Linked DNA regions of Mus musculus: region 1 is linked to region 2. A link is a contact called in public promoter capture Hi-C data. All regions are on one chromosome and are shown on one strand. The core of a region is the stretch at or near the end of the contact, and the rest is flanking DNA. Distances in the headings are between cores, read along the strand shown.

Region 1 (7,291 bases), core at 912-3,411, 2.2 Mb after region 2:
CAAGGGCAGTAAAGAGGCTTTACTCTTTCTCTGGGACAAAAACTAAACAGCAAGGTGTTCCTGGGTATCCGATTGTGTTCATGGCCCTTTGCTGACTGACTGATCCCATACATTTAAACTTAAGGGCTAAGTTTTAGAAAGTATTTTTACATTATGACTCCAAATTAGTAATTGAAATCACCTCCCTTGGCACAAAAGCATCCTGGAGTAGTGAGTGGAAAAACCTACCTGGAATCTGACTTCTTTGAGTATAGCTACTCAAACTGCTGCCTAATTTAAAAAGCCTCCGGATCTTTAGCATATGTTAATGGCTGGTAATTACCATGCATATGTTAATGACATGGAAATTACTCAATGCTTCGGGTTTGATTGATGAGTAATTTTGTCAGTTTTCCCAATTTTTCAGCCTGGATGACAGACTTTTAGTTAACAGAATTACTATAACTTATTAGTCTGAAACTATAATAATCATCTCATTAAATGAGTTACATTTCTTTCTCACATTGCCGGCATCAGGCTTTGTGAATCACAATTTACAGGTTGTCAGTACCTTTAGACAGAGGCTCCTCCAGCCTAAAGCAAACACAACCTTCCCAAAGCCTTCGGTCAATAGAGAACCTCGCTCTACTATACCCCAACCACTTCCACAAGCATCTTTTCATCTTTTTCGGAGCAAGGACGGGAGTTTGCTGTTTACAAATGTACACAGTGATGAACACAGCAAATGTGGCTGGACAGACAAGCATCAGACCTAATACCTAGAACTCAAACCGTAAATGGGAACCCCAGCAGTAAATATTCAGGGATATAGATAACCTACAAAAGTGCTCTGGGAAATTCTTTTCTGGGTTCCACGGAAAATGCGCACAGCCTACCTCCTCCACTAGCCTGATCCTGCTAATCCTCAAAGATCTAAGGACCAAAGGGTGCGACCTGGACACTCGTGTGCAGACATTCGGGTGTGGGTGCTGTGTATTTGGGTGTGTAGACAGAATGGGGCTAAAGAAAATCCTTTTCCAACCCCAGTGTGCACTTGTGTAGAAGTGCTCAACTCAAGGGAGATCATGCTGAATCGACAGAGCTAGTCAGCGAAGGTGATGATGGTTGGACACCTTATGATCCTAGATCAACAGCAATGGTGAATGTCTGGGGCCTAAAGCAAACGCCTCCCATCATTAAGGACATCTGAACCTGCCACGGAGCTGATAATGTTTTATTCCACTTCAATTACTTCACATTTTGGTCTTCCTCTCTGAGGGGGTAGGGAGGTATAAAAAGCTCTATTGCTTTAGGATTCTTTAACGCAACTTCATCACAGTTCATCTGGGCTTTTCCACTCCTTTGAATTCCAGGGTCATTCTTCTGTACCTTCCCTGATATTTTTCTGGCAAGGCGCTAGCAGGCTTGCTCAGCTTCCCACTTCTCTTCACCGGTGACATACCCCGACCAGTAGTGACCCCTCTGATGGACAAAGTTCGGGGAATCGGGAGAGCTGGCGTGGGCCCTTCCATGCTCCTCAAGCGCCGCTCATTCTGGCTGTTCAACCCGAGCTCTGGCTCCTTCCCGCCGGCGCTTGCTGTTCCAGGCTGGCGCTCCTTGGCTCGCCGAGGGCCCTGCGCCACTGAGGGCCGGGGGCGGCCCAGCACCGGGGGGCGGATGGACTGCGGGCTCCAAAACATCGCACAGGGGGAGGTGGCCGCGGGAGAAGCGGGGACCGCGTTGGGAGGAGGTCGGTGCCTGGGCTGCGGGGCTTGTGGGGCGTTCGGAGGGCCCGGCCACGCCCAGCTCTGCGGGACGGCGCCCACGCTGCCCTTCAACACCGGCCCCCAGTGGCTGCTCTCACAGAGCCAGGCGTCCTCCTCCGAGTAGCTCTCCGGAGTGCCGCCTTCGGGATCGGAGTCGGGCTCCTGAGAACAGGTTGGGGACGGCGGAGGAGTGACAGGGTCACGGAAGTAGGGGAACAAGAGCACGGCGCGCAGCCGCCGCGCGGGAGAGCAGTAGGGCAGCCGGAGGGGCAGCGACATCTGCGGGCCGGGCCAAGCGGGGCTGCGGGGAGGCCGGCCCTGTGCACGCTCACGTCCCGCGCGGCGCAGCCACAGCCATGGAGGGACCCGGCTTCGAGTCGTCTCCGGCCTGGGGAAAGTTGGATGGACACTCCACCTGGAGTCAAAAGGCGGAATGGAGACCCCGCGAGGCTGATGTCCTCAACAGGGGGCGGGGGAGGGTCAGAAGAACCAGTTTCAGCCGGAGCGACCAGAGCAAGCCATTGACACTTCAGTCCCAGGAAGGGTTAACCGCGTCCTGCTGCCTAGGTTTACATGTAAATAGAGAGCCGCTGCTCCAAGCGGGCCCGGGCTAGCACTTTTAAGTTTTTGATTGGTTGCCAATGACATCACCACCCGCGCGTTCTAACACACCAAACCCACTAGCGGGTCCGAGCCGGCCTCCCTCCCAAGGCGAGGCCTCGCCCCTTTCTCCGCCCTCCTCGGCTTCTTATTGGTCAGAGACCACTGTGATGTAGCGGGCGGCAGCCTCTGGGTCTTCATTGGCGTATCGCGCCGTCGCTCGGAGGCAACCCCGCCCCCTCCAAAGCTTACATTTACGCTGTAGCAAAAGAGAAAGTAACTCTGTGTTGCTGCTGGGGATCAATGAAGCTGAGTGAATGGGGGCGCACTGCGCGAGCGCATAGCTGGAGCGGGCGCCAGATGGTAGAGGGCTACGCTTATTGATGAAGTAAGTGGAAGACATCACGGGTCACTCAGAGCCGGAGGGTGGAGGGTTCCGTGTGTGTGTGTGTGTGTATGTGTGTGTGTGTGTGTGTGTGTGTGTGTGTGTGTGTGTGAGTGAGAGAGAGAGAGACAGAGACAGAGAGACAGAGAGAGAGAGAGACAGAGACAGTGTCAGAGAGACAGAGACGGACCTACGTCAGGTAAGGAAGATCCTAAGGTTTAGTCTTTTGGCTCTGCTTGCCCTGGGATGAAGAGGGGAAATGAGTTTTGGTTTGGTTAAGATGCTTTATGGCAGTTTTCAAAGCCCAAGGCTTTGCTCATGATGCTCAGTGGTGGCACGGAATAGGGATGCTACGTGCCCCAGGAGTGGGGAAGGAGCATTCTTTAAGCACTTGGTTTTTCTTCAGTCCCTGTTAGTGGTGGAAGGAAGATTAGCGAGAAAGGGGGTAGGGGGTTCGTGCTATTTTTGTGGGAGGTTTCCCGGGCCAGACTGGCTTTGGAGCTATCTGCTGCAAGGATGCAGATCTCAGTGCGCTCTGTGCCCGTGTGTGAGCAGCAGCACAGTGAAGAGGTACCGGTCCCAGCCTGTGTCTCTGGAAAGTCGTTCCCGGGTTCTCCTCCTAGGGAATAGGCTACTAATCCTGGATGTCCCCTTACCAGGTAGCAAAATAGCAAAGACTTTGACTGCATTCATGTTCCAGCTGGGACACAGTTAACAGTTTTTGGAATAGTACTCGCTCTGAAAAAAAAAATACTACGCAAGGGAGAGGGAAGGAGGGAGGGAGGGGAGGGGAGGGGAGGGAGGGAGGGAGGCAGGCAGAAGGTTTGATCCTTTGCTCCCAACCAAAGGTGGGTGAGAGAAACCCGAGTCAGTGGGGATATGCCTACACGGGTGGGGACGTGCTCCTGGGTGCGCGTGTGTGGATTTTGCTGGTGACACTTTGGCTCGGTCTCAGAGAACAGTTACGGTCATGAATAGACCGATGATCCTTGATGTTTTTCCAGTCAGCTCTTAAAGTTCGTTTAGATGAGTGGCTCTTGCTTGGGGTTTGATTTCTCTAGTAGAGGAGTCAGAATTGCTATGTTATAGGGTGGCCTTGTGCCTACCGGGAGGAGGAAAGTGATCCATTGCAGGCACCCTTGGAGGAGGCAAAGGCAGCCCCCGTGGGCTCTAGGTCTGAGCTTCCCAATTAGCCTAACTGTGGTAAAGGGACGAGTGAGGTTGCCCTCTTGGAATCCACACTGTTTCCAAGAAGAATATCAGTATAGGGTTGAAACATTTTTTACAAAGTTGCCACTCCAGTGGAGATGCAAAGTCTGTCTGTATGACCAGATGAAACACATGCTCTTTTTTGCTTAGGGGCACAGCATAGAGAAGTGTAAGGATGAGTGGGGTCACAGAGGAACGGGCCATGGGTCAGCCTGGGGTGGGGTTCCTAGATCTGACTCCTTGGAAACTTGGTTTCTGGATAGTTATTCGTAGTGTAAGTGTGTGTGTGTGTGTGTGTGTGTGTGTGTGTGTGTGGTAATGGCTTGATTTGATTTGGAAGAGTCTAATGTGAGCTCTGAATAGGATGACGTTGAGCTTTTCAAAGGACCCACCAGAATGGAAAGGAAGATTAGCTCCTAGCCATGGAGGCTGACTTAGGGAGACACATTCCTTCTGATATGCAGAAGGTTAACATCCAGCCCCCATGTAAATATAGCTAGCTGCCAAGCATCTCCGTGCATCTCTGTGAGCTCCAACAGTGCTCTTGCTTGTCTCTTTGCCTTGGCTCTGGGGAAAGAAATGAAATACAGTACATGCCAGGGTGGACAGATGCATCCATCACAGGTGAAATAGACTTCTCTGCACAGGAGAGGAGGCTCAGAATAAATCTAAGAGCCTCCCTGTCTGCCTTCACTGTTTTTCAGGCCTCTGTGCCTTTACCTCCACTAAGGCTGAACTTGGATGCATGTCTCTAACATTATGTGACAGGAGGTCTCTTACCGTTTCTAATGTCAAGTCTAATTTTAACCTTTGACTTAGCATCAGAATGGATGGGGCCCCTCAGGTATGCATCCTCTCTGAACAGATCAAAGTGAATTTTAGCCTTTGATAGTATCACAACCTAGGGCACCTAGAAGGACTTTGACTTTGCTCAGAGATATGCAGAGGTCTTCCCCCGGGGATTGGATGAGACTGGCTTTGTTTTCATGTGACTTTATTTTTTTCTTTCTTCCCCTTCTTTCCAGACTCTTGACTTCTTGAATTGCCAGTTTTCAGCCTCCTCATGCCTCCATCTCCTTTAGACGACAGGGTAGTAGTGGCACTATCTAGGCCTGTCCGACCTCAGGATCTCAACCTTTGTTTAGACTCAAGCTACCTTGGCTCTGCCAGCCCAGGTAGTGGTAGCCACGCTCCTGTCCTTGCCACCGCCGTTGTGACCCTCAAGGCTGCGAATCTGACGTATATGCCCTCATCCAGCGGCTCTGCCCGCTCCCTGAATTGCGGATGCAGCAGCACTAGCTGCTGCACTGTGGCAACCTACGACAAGGATCATCAGGCCCAGACTCAAGCCATTGCTGCAGGCACTGCCACCACCGCCATAGGAACCTCGACCACCTGCCCTGCTAACCAGATGGTCAACAACAATGAAAACACAGGCTCTGTGTTAAGTCCATCGGGTGGGGTGGGCAGCCCTGTGTCAGGGACTCCCAAGCAGCTAGCCAGCATCAAGATCATCTACCCCAATGACCTGGCAAAGAAGATGACCAAATGCAGCAAGAGTCACCTGCCCAGCCAGGGTCCCGTCATCATCGATTGCAGGCCTTTCATGGAGTACAACAAGAGTCACATCCAAGGAGCTGTCCACATTAACTGTGCCGATAAGATCAGCCGGCGAAGGCTGCAGCAGGGCAAGATCACTGTCTTAGACTTGATTTCCTGTAGGGAAGGCAAAGACTCTTTCAAGAGGATCTTTTCCAAAGAAATTATAGTTTATGATGAGAATACCAATGAGCCGAGCCGTGTGACACCATCCCAGCCACTTCACATAGTCCTCGAGTCCCTGAAGAGAGAAGGCAAAGAACCCCTGGTATTGAAAGGTAATGACTCTCCCTTCCCTCCCCACCCCCACCCCCCACATTCCTTCCTCAAATAATGTCCTGATCAGCTAGGTTTCCCTATGAGATTCTCTTACAAGTGGCAGCCTTCTTCTAACCCCAAGGCACCATGAACCAAAATAAAATAGCCTGTCTTCTTGTCTCTACTTCGAACTTTTTCTTACTCTCTTGGTACATTAAGAAAGTCCAAGTAGCAATGAATTGATATAAGATCTGAGTCCCAGCTTTGATCTGGCTGCCACTTTGGGTTGCCTATGACATTTTACTTGAGATGGTTTGCAAAAGGCACTTTGTACAACCAAGATGGTATCTCAAGCCATGCCTTCTCTGGTAGCTCTGTTTCAGTCCTCGAGTGGGTTGGAACTTTTTTGATCTCTCAAGGCCTGACAAATGTCGATGGATCAGAGGAAGCTGCGTCTACAGGTGCCAGTACTTTGTGGGAGAAACTCTTGCTGTTTCTCACCTGATTGTCTTGATGTTCTTATTGCTTCTAGTCATCTTCAACAAAGGCATGCATCTTTATCTTAAAGCCTCATTGAAAGTGTGAATTCTCCAAATGCATCCATTCCTCTGAGGAAGCTGCAGGGGATAGAGATGTGAACCGCCTACAACCATCCTTCCTGGTATCACCTGACAAGAGTTAGCTTCTGTCTCTTCCCTAGAAGGAGTCATACATCATTTTCCCCTAGTGTAGAATAACTGATGACTGGACACCCCCCCCCCCCCAAAAAAAGGAATAGATGACCCAGTCTTCTCTGAGCTTCTAACATACAGTGTTGTCCTGACCATGGGCACAGTCCACTTGCTCATCTTTGTCCTTTTGGGCTTTGAGCATTACTCTTCTGATAATATCTACCTAGTCATGATGGAGAGTGATAACTATCTTCGTTTCGAATTTTGAGCCATTGTGTGCATGGTGGGTGGGGTGGGGTGGGGTGGGGTGGGGTGGGGTGGGAGGGGGTGGGGTGTCCCAACCCCAGCACTAAAGAGTGGTTGATTATCAGTGGTGCTGAGTTCCTTTGAACACTTTTCCCATTTAACGGGACCGACTGCTTAGGGAAGCAATCTAGGATTTGTCTTGGTGGGATAGCTCTAAACATCGTCCTTGCTCTTAGCAATGTGGCTCAGCCATCCTTTGCTGTGTAATGCCTCTTCCCATGCTAATCCTTTGCTGTCTTTGTGGACAACTGTGGAGGCTGCTCTCTTTGGGGCATGCGGGCTCACAGTTCTAGAAGCTCTGGGCACTGTCCTAGGCAGTGGCAGTAAGTTTTCTCGGAGTCACAAATATGTCAGGGTTCTGTTGTGTAGCTGTGTTCTTCTGAATTTTTGTTTGGTTGACTTTTAGAAACCCCCCTCTCCCCCTTACTCCCCCCCCCCATCTGATGTGGCTTTAGCCTGTTGCACTTCCCTTGGTCCCATCTTGTCTTTCTTTTCACAGCTGAGAAAACACCATCTAC
Region 2 (7,034 bases), core at 83-2,582:
GCACAAGATCCACACAGTCAGTGGAAACTACATAACACATCCCAAAATATTGCCCAACAGGAGATAATTATACTGGATAGGACAAGGAGGCTCCAGACTCCCGTGTATTCTTATGCACCCAAGTAACGCATAAGAGACGCACACAGGCTTCCCTAAACAAACAGGTTGTTTGCAAAGAAAAGTCACTCGCTAAACTGTACCCTCAACCACATACCGCAGAAATTCAAGAATCCTCAGGCTTTTTTCCTGTCAACCCAGATTCTTGCTAACCCGAGGGTCATTTGGCACTGAACGCCTCACATATTATGGTACAATATAACACTATGTATCAGTGTGGCCGATTTCTTTCTACGATGCTCCGGTGCGTTACTAAGATCTTTAATCGTTTCCCCCCCTCTCCCAAATTCACTTAATGTGGCAGAAAGAAAAAGCTCAAATGGTGGCTCACAGCTACCCTTTAACACCTGAGCCGGCACAGGCCTGCTAGGCAAAACGCAAACAGGAAGGCGTTCGCAGGGTCTGTGCCCCTTCAGAGCCGTGCAGGAGAAAGCTGGCTGTCCTGGCAGAGTGGCCTTTTCCCTTAATACCCAAAAGCACGCTAATCTTAACAGTCCTTACTCACTCCCGCCCCAACTCCCCAGTCAACGCTCATCATCACCCTCTCTGTCCGTATTAGGTCCTCCATCCCGCGCTTCTCTGTAGCCCCATCTTCTAACCCTCAGAGCAGCTGCTACTTTGTAGCCCCAGATCTAGTCCTGCTCCTGCACCTGAGCCACGGCCCTAGCACACCAAGTGCGCTACACAGGGCGGGCGGGCGCAACGCCAGGCCAGCCCGCCATCGCCGAAGTGCCCCGGAGCAGGCCCTCCGCACCCCAGCGCGCACTGAGTGGCCCTCGAAGCTGCTGGAGGCGCGAGGTCCGCTGTCACCGCGCAGAAGCACTCAGGAGGCCCGGATAGGCGGGACGGCGCCCTGGCAGGAGCCAGAGGCGGTTAACCCCTCCTCCGAAGGCCGCCCGCTTTCCGAGGGCCGGGAAGCCGCGGCGAGCACAGCCCAGCCCGGCCCGGCCGGGGCACCCAACGCGCGCGTCCGAGACGGGGATCGGGGGTTGTCCGCCATCCGAAACCCGCGCTCGACTTCCGGCCCGCGCGGCCCCAGCCTCGCCGGCCGCCCCGGGGAACCCGCTCTCCACACGCGGCGGAGTCCCGCGCCGACGCTCACCTGGCCGCGCTCCGGCGGGAACTCCAGCCACTCCAGGACAGTCACCAGCAGCCAGCGGCGACTCCGCGCGCGACACAGCCGGCCGCGCTCTCGCGCCCCCGAGGTCCCGCCCCTAGCGAGGCTGCCCTGAGCTCCCCATTGGTCCCTCGACCTTTTGAATCATCGCCGGCGCTGGCGATTGGTCGAGGGCCAGTGGCGCGTCCAGCCCGCCCGCTCGTGAGCGTCCGGCGTCCCCACCCGGTTTATCTCCGCAGCCCAGGCACCAAGCCGCGCTTTGGCTCGCGCCCTCCTGCGGAGCGATCTAGGCCGGCGGTCTGGGAGGAGGGTGAAGCTCGCGCGACGCCAGGCAAAAGCGTCCGCTGCTGTCACCCGGCTCTCGGTCCGTGTGTAACCTCGGGAGCCAGCGGGCCGCGCGCTTAGTCCGGCCACGGCCGAAGCCCGCGGGCTTCGCGTCCCGCCTGGACCCGACCCCAGCAGGCCCAGGCCGGAGCCCCCAAACTCCCCCCCCCCCTTACACTTGCCACCACTGGTTGTTTCCTTCCTCTCGGGTTGAGAGTTCAAAGCAGTTCGTTAAAGCTCCCTACTTCGCCGTGCTGTTTTTAAAGGTATTTCCAACATCCCTTATTAAATACATCTGAGTGTCTTCCTGCCTCGGAAGCACTGTGGGTTCAGATGCAAGGCTGAAATAAGTCTTTTCATCCGCAGCGTGGCTTCAGGTGCACAGCGCTGTCACCTTCTCAGCTACAAACGAGTGAGTAAGTGCGTGCCTCGGAGCCCTTCCTAAGAAAGAGTGCTCACCACGATTTGATTTGTCATTGCCGTTGGGGTTGCCCTGGGTGGAAATCTAAACCACAGATGTGTGCATCAAGAAACCTCTAAACGTAAAGTTTGGCAAATCCCTTAAGCTTCAGCTCTTAAAGACGAATCCTACTCCGAGTCCTGCGGCAAATAACACAGGAAAACACCATGGGAAGGATGTCGTTTGAGATAAATTCTACTAATACCAAAGACATCCTTCACTCCTCAAACCCAGAGCCAAGGTTCCGTTGGGTTCCCTCCACAGGACATATAAGCATTTTCACTTACAAAATAAAAGACCAGAGGCGGGGAAACCTTGTAAACTTTGGTTTATAGTTTCTTCAAAAGGACCAGGCCAGTGAGGCTGGAGAGCCAGCTCAGATGATAAAGAACCCTGCCTTGAAAGAATAAGAACTTTGTGAGCACTTGAGACCCTCAGCACTAAAATTAAAACAAGAGGAAGGTGCTCTCAAAAGGCTGTAACTATAATGAAGGGGACAGAGGTAGCTGGGGACAAACAGATCTCCCTGGACTCAGTTGGTAACAGCTAGGATTTTGTGAGACACCCTGTCTCAAAGAGCAAGATGTTGCGCAGTTGGAGAAAGACAACTTACACTAACCTTTGGCCTTCATGTATACACTTGCACACACACACACACACACAAATAAGCCTGTATACGAATTCAACATCATACCTTATATTCACTAAAGATGTTTGTGTGTGCAAGGCATGGGTACATACAGAACTCATTCCTGCTTTTCCTTAACATTTAACTTTAAATTTTTTAATTTTATTAATAAGTTAGAAGAGGTAAGGACATGGATCCGGACCTACTAATTAATTGTGAAAATTAGATGCAGCTGTTCATTGGGAAACGCAGCTGGCAATAATTCCTTATAACATTCTCTTATTTCAGATTCACGAAATTGCCATTTGTAATCAGTACATTCAGGTAGATGAAATGTTTGTTTGTTTTTTTAACCACATGTATATCAGTAAGTTCTTAATGGATTTTGGGTCTTTCTCTATCTAAATCTCATGGTTGCATAATTTGCAATTAGATGTGAGTTGTAGCCTCACTGCAGCCTGTTTAAACTACCAAGTTCATCTTTTTCTTTAAAAGCTAGAGGTGGAGCATAAACCCTTTACCCTTGGCCAGCCACACCCCAGCCCCTGGTAAATCAATCCTAAAGATCCCTTTCTCTGACTGTTAGCTAAGAAGTAAGCCTAAAAATATGTTTGGATGCTCTCAGAGTCCAGAAATACTTCTCTGCAGAAAAATATCCCAACTTCAGCAGGACACGGGACAGCCATGCAGAAACCCTGGCCTGCTGGAATCTGAACAGATGTGGTGGTCTCTGGACCTCCCCAGGCTTGCTCTTTATCTACCCCACCTCACCAGCTCTCCAGAAGTCTCCACAGACTGGCCGGCCCTTCCTTTGACACTCTAGAATGTTCCTCTCTTTTCCAGAGTGCAGCATCCCAGGAAAACTTCACAAAGTACTTGCCACACACAGGGCTCTGTGCCACAGGCATCCATACTCATAGAGCATAGGAAATACGTTTTATACACTTTGTATCTGTGCCCATTAAGTTCACCAGTGAGCTTGCTGACTGTGAAACTGTGTTCTGGGTGTCCTCCAACTGTCCTGGGTGTCCTCCAGAAAGCCGGGTTCTATCTCCTTGAGCTTCCTCCAGTGTGGATAAAACCTACACAGAGAAATCCTGTCTGAAGGGAAAGAAGACAAAAGACAAAAAGCATCGGAGCTCTCCTTCAGGGAAATTCTCCCCCAGCCTAGTGGATGTGTAAAACCTATACCTCGGGTGTCTCTTGCTGCTGCCGCTGGTCCTGCTGGCGTTTTCTTCAACTGTGCTAAATGGCCTTTGCTTTTTTTGTTTTGTACCCTCTTTATGTAGAGCCTCTCAGTAGGCCTTGAATTCACAATGATCTGCTTGCCTGCTGGCATTAAAACCATGCACCAGTCGGGCGTGGTGGCGCACGCCTTTAATCCCAGCACTCCGGAGGCAGAGGCAGAGGGATTTTTTAGTTCGAGGCCAGCCTGGTCTACAAAGTGAGTTCCAGGACAGCCAGGGCTATACAGAGAAACCCTGTCTCGAAAAACCAAAAATAAAAAAGTGAGAAAAATAAACCTACTGTATATCTCAAGAGGCGGTCAGGTCCTGATTCGGAATACTGTGTCAGCAGTGTATGACCCTGCTCCTCCTCCCAAAGACAGTCTCCACCCACCCATCCACCATGTGTGGAGGGAGAAGAGCTAAGGTGTGGGTGGGAGGGTCAAGCACATCCACACAGGGCCGCCATTAGTGAAGCTCTGGCTCCACCCACAGCGTGACTGAATAGTTCAACCAATGGCTACGGGGTTATGCCTTCACTTAGAATGAAGACCATTGAGATCTATCTAGCTCCCAAGATTTTTACAAACCCCACCACTAAACTACACCCACTGGGAGCCGCTGAGAGCATCGCAGCAGGAGTCGGGGTGGGGCTGGTGTCTGGTGAAGCCCTTCTGGGTGTCATTTGCATTTTTTTATCACAGTGAGTAGATACCATCTCCTTTCCTAGTGTAGAGAAAGTGAGACTCAGGGACAATAATAAAACTGACCCAGGATCACATTGAGCACATAAATACTGGGATAGAAACTGACCCGGGATCCGAGAAAGCCAAGGACCCAAAACTTCCCCTTTATCCAACCTGGGCTCAGCTGCCTCCTAACCATTGCCAAGCATCACATCTAGTACAAGGTGCCTCTGTTGTGCTGGGTGGGTGATCCCAGGTCATGAGAAAATAGCTGTGAACACCTATCCACATTTGGGAGCAGCAGACTCATCGCTGCTCTCCTCAGGGAAACTGCATTGACTTCACCCGGCCTCTCACCCTTGGGTCCCTTCCTCCCCGACTCTGACCACAGTTCCTTTCAGTTCCCCATTGTGGATCCTGGAGAACCACACATGTGCCTTCCCTTCCAGGCACTGTCACAGAATACCTACCTTATGCACAAGATCACTGTAATCTTCCTACTATTTTTAATACAATACTCAGTGTGATTAAATCTATTTTAAAATGTTTGAGGGTGATGATAAAATATTTTAAGATGAATATTAAAAGTCATAGTTGCATAATGAGTCTTCATTCATTTCTCTTCATTAACTTGAGCAAGATCATCCATTAACTGATAGTTAAACTGTATCAAGAGTGAATTCCTAAAAAAGAAACAAGAAAAAAATTCTTGCCAGGGAGGGTGGTGAAAATGCCTTTAGTCCTAGCACTTGGAAGGCGCAGGCAGGTGTGTGAGTTTGAGGCCATTCTGGTCTATTGAGAGAATTTCAAGATAGCCAGGGCTACACAGAGAAACCCTGTCTTGGAAAGAAGAAGGGAAGGAAGGATGGAAGGGAGGGAGGGAGGGAGGGAGGGAGGGAGGGAGGAAGGAAGGAAGGAAGGAAGGAAGGAAGGAAGGAAGGAAAAAAAGAGCAAAATGAAACTGAATGAATAACTGTCTTTAAAAAACCCTATTGGGAAGCTGGGCAGTGGTGGCACATGCCTTTAATCCCAGCACTTGGGAGGCAGAGGCAGGCGGATTTCTGAGTTCGAGGCCAGCCTGGTCTACAGAGTGAGTTCCAGGACAGCCAGGGCTACACAGAGAAACCCGGTCTTAGGAAGAAGGAAAAACAACAACAAAACCACCCTATTAGGGCATAATAATGCACTGAACTTTGTTATTATAATGATGTGTCAGCACATCCATGTGAAAAAAAAAGGACAACTTTTGTGGAATCCGTTTTCTCCTTCCACATGCATGTAAACTCCAGGAGTTCAACTCGGGTCACTAGACTTATGTGGGAAGGGTCATCTGAGGGCCCCGAACTATTTTATCCATAACACACATGCTGTGGTTTGGGAAGTATCCCCAAAGTTCCATGTGTTAGAACCTTGAGATGCTACTGGGGGTGGGGGAGAGCCTTTAAGAGATGGAGTCTGTGAGTTTTTATTCGGTTTTCTTGTTTTTGTTTTTGTTTTGGTTGGTTGGTTATTGTTTGTTTGCTTGGTTTTTTTTTGTTTGTTTGTTTGTTTCTCAGACAGGGTTTCTCTGTGTACCAGGACTGTCCTGAGACTCGCTCTGTAGACCAGGCTGTCCTCTGTCTCCCAAGTGCCAGGATTAAAGACATTCACACAACACCTGGCAAGTCTAGGAGTTCTATGCGATAGAAGTGTTCACTTTAAGGAGACTGTGGAACCACACTTTCTTTCTCCTCTTCTTTAATTTTTTTTCCTTTTGGGTTTTTTGTTTGTTTGTTTGTTTGGTTGGTTGGTTGGTTGGTTTGGTTTGGTTTGGTTTGATTTGGTTTGGTTTTGGAGCCAGGTTTCTAAAGGTGAGCACCACCACGAACACCTCTTTTTTAATTTTTTTTACTTCCTCACCATAGGACATAGGTGAGTAACTTTGCCCCACACACACTTAGCATCCCCGGTTCACTGCCTTGCCACAGGCCCAAGGGCAACTGGCCCTGAACTAAAACCATAAGCCAAAGCAAATCTTTCTTGGCAGGATGACTGAGCTCAGGTGTTTGTTACAGTAACTAAAAGCTGACTAAGACAACACACATAAAGTGACTAGATTTTGTGAATATCTCGGGAAAAAAAAAATTGTATTTAAAATATATCTGAAATACAATATAGATTCATTTGAAAGTTAAATTGCTGAATTAACAGCACTAAATATTTCAGCAGGAAAAAAAAATGCATGGTTGTGTATCTTCTTTCGGTCTGTTTTGACTTTTCATTTGGTAATAATAGGGACAGATTGCATTTAGGACCTTGGGTTTGCTAGACAATTAATTTACCACTAAGCTACATCCTCAGGCTTGTATTTAAGTTTCCCAAATTGGCTTGGAACTCACTCTGTAGCCAGGAATGAGTTCTGGCCTTGGACATGAGAACCTCCTGCCTCCTGAGTAGCAAGGCCTGAGCTAAGTTCTCAGTCTGTTTGCTTTCCACA

Evidence for each region. Promoter capture Hi-C pulls out the DNA fragments that hold promoters and counts their contacts.
Region 1: a contact with region 2 is called in a promoter capture Hi-C map of pre-B cells, with 16 times the contacts expected there. The contact joins the promoter of 1700056E22Rik here to the promoter of Lbr in region 2. A contact is called at or near these places in 1 of 39 promoter capture datasets (pre-B cells) and 1 of 9 other capture datasets (liver).

Annotation. Positions count from the first base shown.
Region 1 is chr1:184,031,837-184,039,127 of GRCm38.p6, forward strand. It overlaps 1700056E22Rik (RIKEN cDNA 1700056E22 gene), which reads right to left and starts at 2,162. Exons shown (of 1, transcript NM_028516.1): 1 at 1,196-2,162. The coding sequence starts at 2,024. The coding sequence ends at 1,320. Dusp10 (dual specificity phosphatase 10) reads left to right here and starts at 2,545. Exons shown (of 4, transcript NM_022019.6): 1 at 2,545-2,733; 2 at 4,965-5,816. The coding sequence starts at 5,003.
Region 2 is chr1:181,841,069-181,848,102 of GRCm38.p6, forward strand. It overlaps Lbr (lamin B receptor), which reads right to left and starts at 1,333. Exons shown (of 14, transcript NM_133815.2): 1 at 1,220-1,333.